Regions from separate parts of the Mus musculus genome. Here region 1 is linked to region 2. A link is a contact called in public HiChIP or PLAC-seq data. All regions are on one chromosome and are shown on one strand. Each heading gives the region's core, a stretch centred on a gene start, on an enhancer-like site or on the middle of the called end of the contact. The rest is flanking DNA. Distances are from core to core; before and after follow the strand shown. Region 1 holds the start of Sc5d (sterol-C5-desaturase). Region 2 holds the start of Sorl1 (sortilin-related receptor, LDLR class A repeats-containing).

Region 1 (4,943 bases), core at 551-3,050, 140 kb after region 2:
CTGGGATTTTTCAGTTTCTTCATTAAAAACCTTTCCTACCCCTGCCCTTCTCCCTGAAGCTCATTACTCAGGCCACACTCCCTCTACAGCTTCCCAAACAGCCGAAACCAGAGGTTTGCAGCATCGGCCACAGCTGGGAGGTGTTTGCTAAGGAACTTAGCCTGTTGCTTATGGAATGAGCCACACATGTTTTCTCTCATCCTGAAAAACTTAAATTACATTAAATGTCAGGTGCTCATTTCCCCATCATATATGCCACTCACAATTCAAAAAAAGCAATTCAACCAGCATCAAGTGCTAGACAGTGAGAAACACCCACATGGCCATACCAAATTGTATGTAAATTGTAAAGGTGCAACCCCTTAAAGTCAAAGACAGCTCATGGACTCTAAGATAATTAGGCATTATTGCTTGAAATGTAAGTTTACGTTAAATAGTATACTGCTTTGGCAGAAAAAAAACCCACAATTTTTGACTTTAAAACATGGTTATCAATTAAATGGGCCTGGGGTATAATTCAGGGATATTCCTTTGGTGTAGTATGTCCAAAGCCTTGGTTCCTATCCCAGCATCAGATAAATAAGTAAACATATATAAATCCACTATTATACTTAAATGACTTAAAACTATTATATTTTTCTTAACTGAAAAAAGTACAGGAACAATAACTAGCCATTTATATATTTAAAAAATACTACATATTATTTTAAGCACTCCACCCCTCCCCCCTTTGGCTATGTGGCCTGGAACTTGCATTCTCCTGCTTCAGTCTCCAAAGCTCTTGGATGCTCTGCAGTACCTCTCATCCGGCCTTTACACATCTGGAGGAGTGATGGAGAGATTCTCCCATCTAATTCTCACAAGTCTATAACGTGTGTCCGCGTATAATCTTAATAAACAGGACAGTGAAGGCGCAATGCCTTAAACAGCTTTGTTCTGTAAGGAGCAGTCGATGTGTAAAGCCTACACAAAAAGTTCTACACAGCATTACTTCCCTAGAGTCACAAATACAGATGGGGAATTCTGAGTTCTCCACGTTCATTATATTACAGGATGAATGCAAAAGTCCGTAAGACAGTAAGGGTCAGAAGGTAAGCACTTTAACACAACTAATGAAAATGCAAACTCAACTAACACAAAATAGTCAAATAACTTCGCTGCCGCCGAGATATTGTTTCCACTTGTACCACCTCCCAATTTACTCGGCAATAAGAAGGGATGCCAGTATGAGTGACTTCTTAACGATGCTTAAAGTGTGCACGCTACAGCGTATGGTCTTCAGAAAGGCAGGGAGTGACGGCCCACCACCCTCCCTAGGCCTCAATCGGACGCTGGTTCGCAACCTGGTACCTTCTCCAGGAAGTGCCGGTGGCAAAGCAAATCACCAGCTTTTCCCACCTCACCCTGGATGTGGGGTTCACAGTAGGCAGGCAACCTCTAGCACTGGCAGGGACCCAGCTTTACCGGGCCAGGGTCCTTCCCCGCTCCCATATAACCTTATCCCCATCGCAGGCCCCGGGGACCAAGGTGTCCGCCAGGCCAGACCCCCACCCCCACCCCCACCCCCCCATGCCACCTGCGCTTTAGCAGGGACGGCCACACGGGTGCGGCGGATGCCGTACCGGCGCCGGGCACCCGGGGATCCTCGCGACCGCCCGCGGGTCCTCCCACTCGCGGCTGTCCAGCTGCCAGCGCACGGAACCTACCTGCCAGGCCCAGCAGCTCCGTCAGCCGCGGCTTTACAGCCAGCGGAGAGTACGAGCCAGAGCGCCCGAGACACCGCCCGCTCAGCAGAGCCCCGCCCATGTGCAGGCAGCCGGCCAATCAGCAGCCGGCGCAATAAGCTGATGTGACGGCGGATCGCGCGACCTGGACCGGCGCGGTCGCGGCGGTCACGTGGTCGCCGCGTAGGCGTCCCGCGCTCCCCACGCCTCCCCGCACCCCCGAACCAGGTCCAGCACTCTGCCGGGACTATCCAGGCGCTTCATGATGCTGCTACGGGGCGGACGAAGCTTGCTTTCCTTCCCACTTTCTTCCCGCCCAGAAAGTTGACTAGAATCGTGCAAAGGACCCGGGATGAATGCAAAATGACAGCCTGAAGTAGGATTAATGACGCTTCCTTTGATGTTAATGGTGGAGTCTTTTGTCCCATTTTTGTGACTCAAACGTTCATCAATCCGCAGTTATTTGTCACTTCCCTGCAAGTCCTCTTATGCAGCGTTAAAATATGTAAATCGAAAGTTATGTGTAGCAGAGTAAATTTAAAAAGCAATTATTAATAGCGATAAAAATAGAGAAAGAGGTTATGATCTGGCCCAACTGGTTTACATAGGTAAAGATAGGGGTGGGGGAGGTGAACTTAAAGATCAAATTGGCTAATTATGACTCGGGAATGTAGACAGCAGCCCATTCTATAAAATACAAGAGCTCCCTAAGGTGAGCAGTAGGGATCAGCAGTATTGGCCAAAATGAAAAGAACCTAAGAAGAAGAAAGGCCCAAAAGACTAGTACTTCAGAGTTACTTCAGAGAGGATTGACCTGTCGTCTGTTTCTGGTATCAGGGTCCTACCAATTGATTAGTTTTGTTTTGTTTTTTTGTTTTGGTTAGAAGGAGCCAGGCATTTCAAAAGCCAGTTTGATTAAGTGATATATTGAGCATGAGAGACAGTTCTGGCCAGATCTGATCTTCCAGAGCTCTGAGGCAAAAGCCTAGTCCAAAATGACTCTATAAATTACACTTAACAAAGTGTGTTTGCCAGTGTTCTCTGGAGGAACAGAACTGATAAGATGAATACATACATAAAAAATTTATGAAACTAGCTTAAAGTAATAACAGTTGTCTCACCCCAGAAGAACTAAACCCCTAGTAGCTGTTCCATCCACGAGGCTGGTTACCTTGCCAGCCAGAGTAGTCCTATAATGGCTGTCTCACATTGGAAAAATGAACAGCCTGGTAGAGCGTCTGTCTACCAGGCTCAGTGCCACAGCAGTTCCTGTATACCTGGAGAGTCCCTGGCCTTCAGCCAACAATGGAAGTTTGGAAATAATAGTTTGGGTTTCACCAAAGACAGCAGCAGCAAGCAAGCTCAGCTGCCAGGGGAAGATGGAAGACCAAGCAAGCTAAAGGGATATCATACTCTCTCTACTCTGCTCCTGGGCCTATTGGCAGAAATGCTGCACGCGCTTAAGGTAGCTTCTTTGATATCAACAGAGACGATGAGGACCATGCGGCTCTCTGGTCAGTCGTTGCTGATTTGTGGCAAGTTGTGGTGAAAACCAGCCACCACACTAAGAGAAACTAGACAGGAGTATGTGTGAGTTCCACAGGTGAGCTCTGGAGTGAGAGCCTAGGCTTTGCACTGCTTTAGTGGGTCTGGTCATCAGCTTTCTCCTGGGGCTTCCACTGTAGTACTTCCCAAGGTCTCCTCTCCCATCCCCAAAATTGACACCATCTGGGCAATTTCTAGAAGTGTAGATGTAAAGGAGAAGCAACCGGGTGACTCCACTCTGATTCCTTCTATAAGCAAGTTGTTCCTCGACAGCCAGGAGCCTCCTCTCTGTTTATAAAATAAAGTATGGTCCAATACTAGAATACAGATGAAAGCCAACTCAGTTTCTGAGCACGTCTCATCATTTTCTGACACTTCATCTTCTGATATTCCTGGGATGGTTGTCATTCTATTGAATTAATAAACAAGACGGGGCTAGAGAGATGGCTCAGTGATGAAGAACACTGACTGCTCTTCCAGAGGACCTGGTTAGATTTCCCAGCATCCACATGGCAACTCACAAACATCTCTAACTCCAGATCCAGGAAATCGGCTGCCCTTTTCTGGCTGCTGCAGGCACCAGGCACACCCACAGTGCACAGAAATATGTATAGGCGAAACACACCACCACTACCCCCAACACCAAAAATTTTAAAAATTAAACACCTAACAGATTAGTAAAGCATACTGCATAGTGTAGCTATGAGGGCATTTTTATCAAATCATAGGATCTGACTTAATAGTATCGCCCATTTATGGATTCAAAACTTAAGGACTGAAAGAAAGGTGAAATTTCAAGACCTGTAAGTCATATAAAGTACTCAGAAATTGCTGGTTGTTTGTGAGCCTAGAGGCTGCCTGCGGCTGAGAAAAAAGACAAACAAACCCAAGTATGCCCCATAGTTAAAACATTCCTGGGAACAGCTTAACCTTAAAGATAAAGAGGAATGTGAGGACATAACAGGGCTATCTGAACTGAGTCAACAACTCACAGAACTCTGACACCCTGCATGTACATGCAATTTTTCTGCTGATGTTTGAATAAGCCAATAGTGTGTCGCTATACTGAATTCCACACCCCTAAGCCCCTTACCCCATAAAACCCCCTAACTTTCGAGCCTCGAGGCTGACATCTGTTATCTCCTGTGTGAGATGCATGTCGGTCCGGAGCTCCGTCATTAAACGACCTCGTGTAATTACATCAGGGCAGTCTATTCATGATTCTTTGGGTGCGCGCCGGATTGGGAATTGAGTGGGGGTTTCCCCACTGGGTTCTATCAAGACTACTGGGAGACAGTAAAAGAGTGGAATGAAGGGACTGGTTAGGGATAGGTCACTGGTAAGGGAAGCCCTGCCCTGACTCTCTGGATCTCTTTCTATGCTTCTTGACCACACTATCTTCATCATGGTGGGCTAACACCTCTGAAACAATGAGCAGAGAAAAAAAAAAAAAAGAAAGAGAGTAAAAGAAAAAAAAATCCCCTCTGAGCTAACTATGTAAACTATTGTGTCCCAGTGATTCAAAGTCTGACTAATGTAATTAATTGCCTTTGGTTGACTGCGTTTCACATTTTAAAAAAATGTATACTATCCATAAACAACTGGGAAATGTGACTGGAGTTTCCTTGTGTGAATAATTAGGTACAGTCACACTGGCCGCTTCCTTTAGGTGGC
Region 2 (5,361 bases), core at 369-2,868:
TTATGAGACGCTTTCTGGCTCCAGGAGTTGATTGCTTAACTCTATGTATGGCCTGAAGGAAGACTTTGCTATAGCCAAAATCAGTGAAGAAAGGCAGAACCCCCAGCTAATCACTTAATTTGTACTTTAGAAAGCAACAGTCGCTCTGGGACATGGTTGTGTTGGTCAGCTCCATCAGGCCCACCATTTCTCTCCCACCGACCTTCTAGTTTTGCTGATGTCAATCTTAACTGAAGGACTGGGAGTCTCTGAGTAGACAATAATACGGGCAAATTGATTCCACCAGCGCTGATACGAAGGGGGACAAATTCAACTTGGCAACCCAGCAGTCAGTGGGGGCCATGAGTGAAATGTGTGTTACTTATGACCTAATAAACCCATTGCCTGGATAGAAATAAATCCTTTAATGAATATTAAGCCCAGCAAATTTCTTGCAGTAGTCTCAAATCCCAAGTGTCATAAGAGATAGTTTCTATCTAAAATAAAGCCATCACCTTGAAGGGCTGGGATGGAAAGGGGACGGATTGATGTGCTGTACTCCCAACGAAGAGAATCCAGCCTTACACGCAGATATTCACGAGCTCACACGCACACATATGTCTACTGGGTACACAAGGGGCATTCGTAGCGCTTTGAGAGTTGCCCACCTTTACTGGGGTTCATGAGAATAAACATGGCATGCCCTCCTCTGCAATTCTGCTTAAGTGCTTTACAACTGCAGGATTCTCGCTCCCGCTGCCAAAGGATGGTACGGGAGTTGGGGTGGAAGGGAGGGGGGTTATGCCCGTTTTTATCCAGATGTAAAATTTATGCTGTACCCCTCAAAATCCTGCCAGAAACTACCCTAGTCTGTCTGCATACAGGCTAGGGAAGAGAGGCTCTGCACCCTTCCAGTTACCTGGAACACATCTGCTAAAATCGACAGAAAGGAGGAAAAAGAAAAAAGATCTATGCGACCAGAGTGCTGACGGCTGTACTCATGTGATGTACAGGGGGAAAGGAGAAGAAAAAGAAATGAAACAAACATGCCAGCCGGGAAGTCCCCAAGCGGAGCCAGCACCTGGGAAGCGACTGCAAAGGATGGGTGCGGGGGTGAGGAAGTGGTGGGAGAGAAAGGGGCTGGAAGGAGGTGGCTTGCAGAAGTGCTCACCTGTCCATACACCTGGATAGGCTGGGGCTGCAGAGCAGCGCTCCGCCGGGTCCTGAGTGGCTTCCTGGCCGCCGGGCTCGCCCCCGGGGCATCCCCGTGCGTTCCTAGCCGGAGATCGCGCGGGTCGCCCTGCACCACGAAGAAGCCCCGGTCCTGGGGCAAGGGCGCCGGGCCACCGTGCAATCTCTGCGTCCAGCCCCCGCCGAGAGCCCCGCGGGGTAGCAGCGCGACCAGGGCGAATAGGAAAGGGAGTCTCGACTCCCTCCTGCTGCTCCGTGTCGCCATGTTCGGGCGAACGCTCCCGCAGGTGGCGCCGCCGCCAGGAGAGAATGTGCAGCGCGCGCCGGGACAGCGCGGGGCCAGGGCCGGGGCCGCGCGCGCCGCTCCCGGGGCTCCAAGCCGCCCGGGCCGCTCCGCTGCGCCCGCCACCGCAGCCACGGCCACCGCCGCCGCCGGGTCCCGCTCGCTCGGCGCCGTGCCGTCACGTGTGAGCTCGCAGCGCGTCCCCCTTCGCGCACTTTCTCCGCTCGCTGCGACTGCGGCCCCGCCCCCTGGGATGGGGAAGTCAAGGCAGGGAGCGCCCGCCTGAGGGCACCGTGGTCCCCTTCGCGCACACCTCGCCCTCCCTACCGCAGTGAAGAGTTGCGTGGGCGCCGTGCTCTATTTCCCCGGGTTGAGTTAGCTACTCCATGGGCTCCTGGGGTACCCTGGTCGCCCCAAACTGCCATCAGTCTCTGCACCTTGTGCAGCCACTCAACCACCTTCCTGGGCCTTGGCCTCATGTTCACCTCCAATGGAAAGCAAACCACAGAACTGGCCCTTAGCACACCAACAAAGTAAGTCAAGATGAACCTGCTGGTTTGTGAAACTTACGTGGTTTCAACTACCAGAAATGCGCTTGAAATGGCTACAGCTCAAACTACCTTTGATCAAGCTGAACTAACTGCCCCTGCGTCCAGCAGAGTATAGCAGACAAACACCCTGCCCAGAAGCAGTAAAACCTAGGCTATACTTGCTCCACCTGGACAACTACACTAGGCATGGCCCAGGGCCCTACCAGCCTCCTGCTTTGGTCCCTTAAGATGTTCCAGCATTGAGCCACTCTCAGAGCTAAGATGTGTGTTTCAACCAAACACCATTAGTTGTAAAGGCTGTAAAGACTGCTCATGTACTGGAGGAATCAGATGCCCAAAGACGGGGTGCACTTTCAATGCACCTTAAAATCAGCTCCAAGAGCCAGATTGTAACCGCTTTTATACATTTTTCCCCCAGCTGGTGGGAGCAGTTAAGTATTAACCTGTATTTCATCCTAGGTCTCTCCAGACTCCAGTCCTGGTTATTGGGATGACTCAAAGCCGTCCATTGGTTTAGAGAAGGGAAGGTGATCTCTCTCGATCTCTCTCTCTCTCTCTCTCTCTCTCTCTCTCTCTCTCTCTCTCTCTCTCTCTCTCACACACACACACACACACACACACACACACACACACACACACACACACACACACACACACACACACACACACCTTTCTGCCACTTCAGCAAGCCCGGAGCTTGGTTCTGTCTCTTGTTTACTTGCCATTCAACTTCAGTCTAGTTAGCCTAATCTAGTTCCTTCGTTCCTCCCTCCCTCCAATCTATACCGCTTTGGGCAACCCGCCAGAACCTGTCATGATCTGAACTGGGTTTGTCCCTGGGTTGAAGTGTATTGCCATTGTGGTGGGTGCCTTTAAGGGTTGATTATGCTATTGAGAGGAACCGGGCCTTTCTCAGTGGAGTAAGTTTGTTCTCCCAAGAACAGTGGGTAGAGCAGTTGAACTTTAGCTCCGCCTAAAGCAGTTCTCATAAAGCAAGGAGCCCTCCTTGTTTTATCTCTAAAACAGCTAGACCTCCTATGAGCTGAAGCAGCATCCGGCTCTTGCTGGAAGCTGAGAAGGTGCCAACGCCATGCTCACAGACTTCCCTCCCAGCCTCTGTAACTATGAGCTCAAAATATGACTATCACCTGTGAAAGAATGCCAGCATCCCTTCATCTCCCTCAACCCGCCCCAGCTGAGGTTCTGCAGCCTCCCACCCTCCCACAACCCTTTCCCTCCCCAACTCAGATGATTGTTGAGCCACCTAACTCACAGCCACTGAACCATCAGCACCTCTGCCATCTTTGACTCCCAGGAGAAGACTAAAGGAACAGCCTACAGTCAGAACACCCTGCATGAGATTTGATCATCGGTTGTTTGTCAGGCTATCTTTAATGAGAACCATCTTCGATGAGTTAGGCTCTCAGCAGAAAACAACCCCAAGCGGCTTCTAGTTGTTGTGTGGAAGACAAAGCGGTCTGCCCCTGTGAACTGCTGGCTTCAGCTTCAGGTGGCAATTTGCGTGGAAGGATTAGTAGGGCAGGACCAGCTACTTGCTCATTTTGATTTGGATTTGTAATTTCAATGCTATAAAACTGGCAAGAATGCTTGAACACGGTTAATTTACTCCTCGAATGCCTTCCTCTCTAATCATTATCTACATTCTAAGCCATTCTTAGGTGGATAGTCGGCTCTCGGGGAGACCGTGGGCTGCAGAACCATGGGGCACAGGAGAAAGAAAGCACACTGAATTTTTTTAAGGCAAAGGCCCAATTCTAGCTATGGGGACTTGGCTGAATGCCCTCCCTGGAGCTTCCGTTTTCTCACCTATAAAATAGAGGACTTAGTTCTTACCCCACCTCTGCTAACAGTCAGAGTACCAAGCAAGTGAGCTCGTGTATGTAAAAAAAAAAAAAAAAAACTGTGACACTCCCCACAGCAAAGGACTGTGCAGGCAGCGTTGGAGGTCTGCATGATGGTTCTGGTCTTGTGGCAAGTTTCTACATGGGTTTGGTGGGTTTGTTTTTTCTTTTCTCTTTTGTTTATGCTTTTGGGGCAGGGGTTAGGAGGGTTCCCTGGTCGGTAAGATTATTCTCTACCTTTGGGACTCCTACAAGAGCGTGAGAGGTGAGAGCGGAAGAGCCACAGGGCAAGTTCACCCCGAACAGGAGTCAGAGCTGAGTTGTGCAATCCAAGCGGGGTAGTTTTCCTAACTTCAAAACCAGATCTGGGTTGTAAAAAAGCTTGTACTTCCTCCATCTCCCCAGGGCCATAGACAAGGGGAAGATGTATTCTAGCCCTCTCTGCCCTACCCACGGCCTTGCTATGATGCTGGACAACATCACTACAAAAATCAATATGCATGGATCTATACATGGACAGCTTAGCAGGGAAAGGTGCGGTGCTTGTTGCCAAACCCAGTAAGCAGAGTTCAATTCCCAGGACCCACGTAGTGGAGAAAGAGAACCAACATCTACAACAAGTTGTCCTCTGATCTCCATATGGGGGCCACACTTTCACACTTGTGCACGAATGTATACACACACACACACACACACACACATATGAATGTGTCTTTCGTGTGTCCATGCACATAAACAAACATACAAACACACATATGTATGATAGCACATACCACACATACATACATGAATAAAGGAAACACCTAGCAAAAGCTGAGTATGGTGGAAGACACCCATACTCCAGCACTTGCGAGATTAATGTCTATAATCCCATTTCTGGGACGTTGAAGGCAAGAGGATCATGAGTTTGAGATAAGCCTACGAAACTTAGCAAGTCCAATTACTCACGAGCTGGCTCAGCCAGAAAAGGCGATTGCGGCCAAGCTGGATGAGCTGAGTTTGATCTCTAGGACCCAGATGGTGGGGGCAAACAACCAAACTACAAGTTGTCTTCTGACGTTCACATGGATATAACTCACAGGTGGAGTGTTTACTTAAAACACCCAAGACCCAGACATAGGCTCTCCCTGTGAGAGAAAGGGGGGAGGAGAAAGGATGACAGGAAAGGAGGAACTTTAAAATAACAATGACAGCTGAAGACAAAGTGGGCAGGCAAGGGCAGAATCCTGAAAACATACTCTGATTTCTTTCTTACCTGGGGACCTTTGGAAATACTCCCCATCACTCCTTGGACCCTGGCTAGACTCTCTCTGCATCTAAGTGACTAGTGTCTCTCCCTCTAGAGGCCCACCAAGAAATAAGCTGGTAATAGTCAAATTATCAAAAGAGATACACAGACTTACTCTGTGCACTCTCCATGAGAGCCACACAATATACAAGACCCAAGGAAGGGGCAGGTTTGACGCTTATACAGCCCACGCCTCTGAGCTTAGGG

What was found. HiChIP or PLAC-seq counts read pairs in DNA pulled down with a chosen protein or histone mark.
Region 1: a contact with region 2 is called in an H3K4me3 HiChIP or PLAC-seq map of forebrain, with 3 times the contacts expected there. The contact joins the promoter of Sc5d here to the promoter of Sorl1 in region 2. A contact is called at or near these places in 2 of 39 promoter capture datasets (hippocampal neurons and pre-B cells), 11 of 484 Hi-C or Micro-C datasets (CD4 T cells, Th1 cells, Th2 cells and 7 more), 8 of 115 datasets of contacts at active chromatin or transcription factors (bone marrow-derived macrophages, effector CD8 T cells, embryonic forebrain and 5 more) and 3 of 9 other capture datasets (adipose tissue, liver and pancreatic islet).

Annotation. Positions count from the first base shown.
Region 1 is chr9:42,262,500-42,267,442 of GRCm38.p6, forward strand. Sc5d (sterol-C5-desaturase) reads right to left here and starts at 1,801. Exons shown (of 6, transcript NM_172769.2): 1 at 1,707-1,801.
Region 2 is chr9:42,122,679-42,128,039 of GRCm38.p6, forward strand. Sorl1 (sortilin-related receptor, LDLR class A repeats-containing) reads right to left here and starts at 1,619. Exons shown (of 48, transcript NM_011436.4): 1 at 1,151-1,619. The coding sequence starts at 1,435.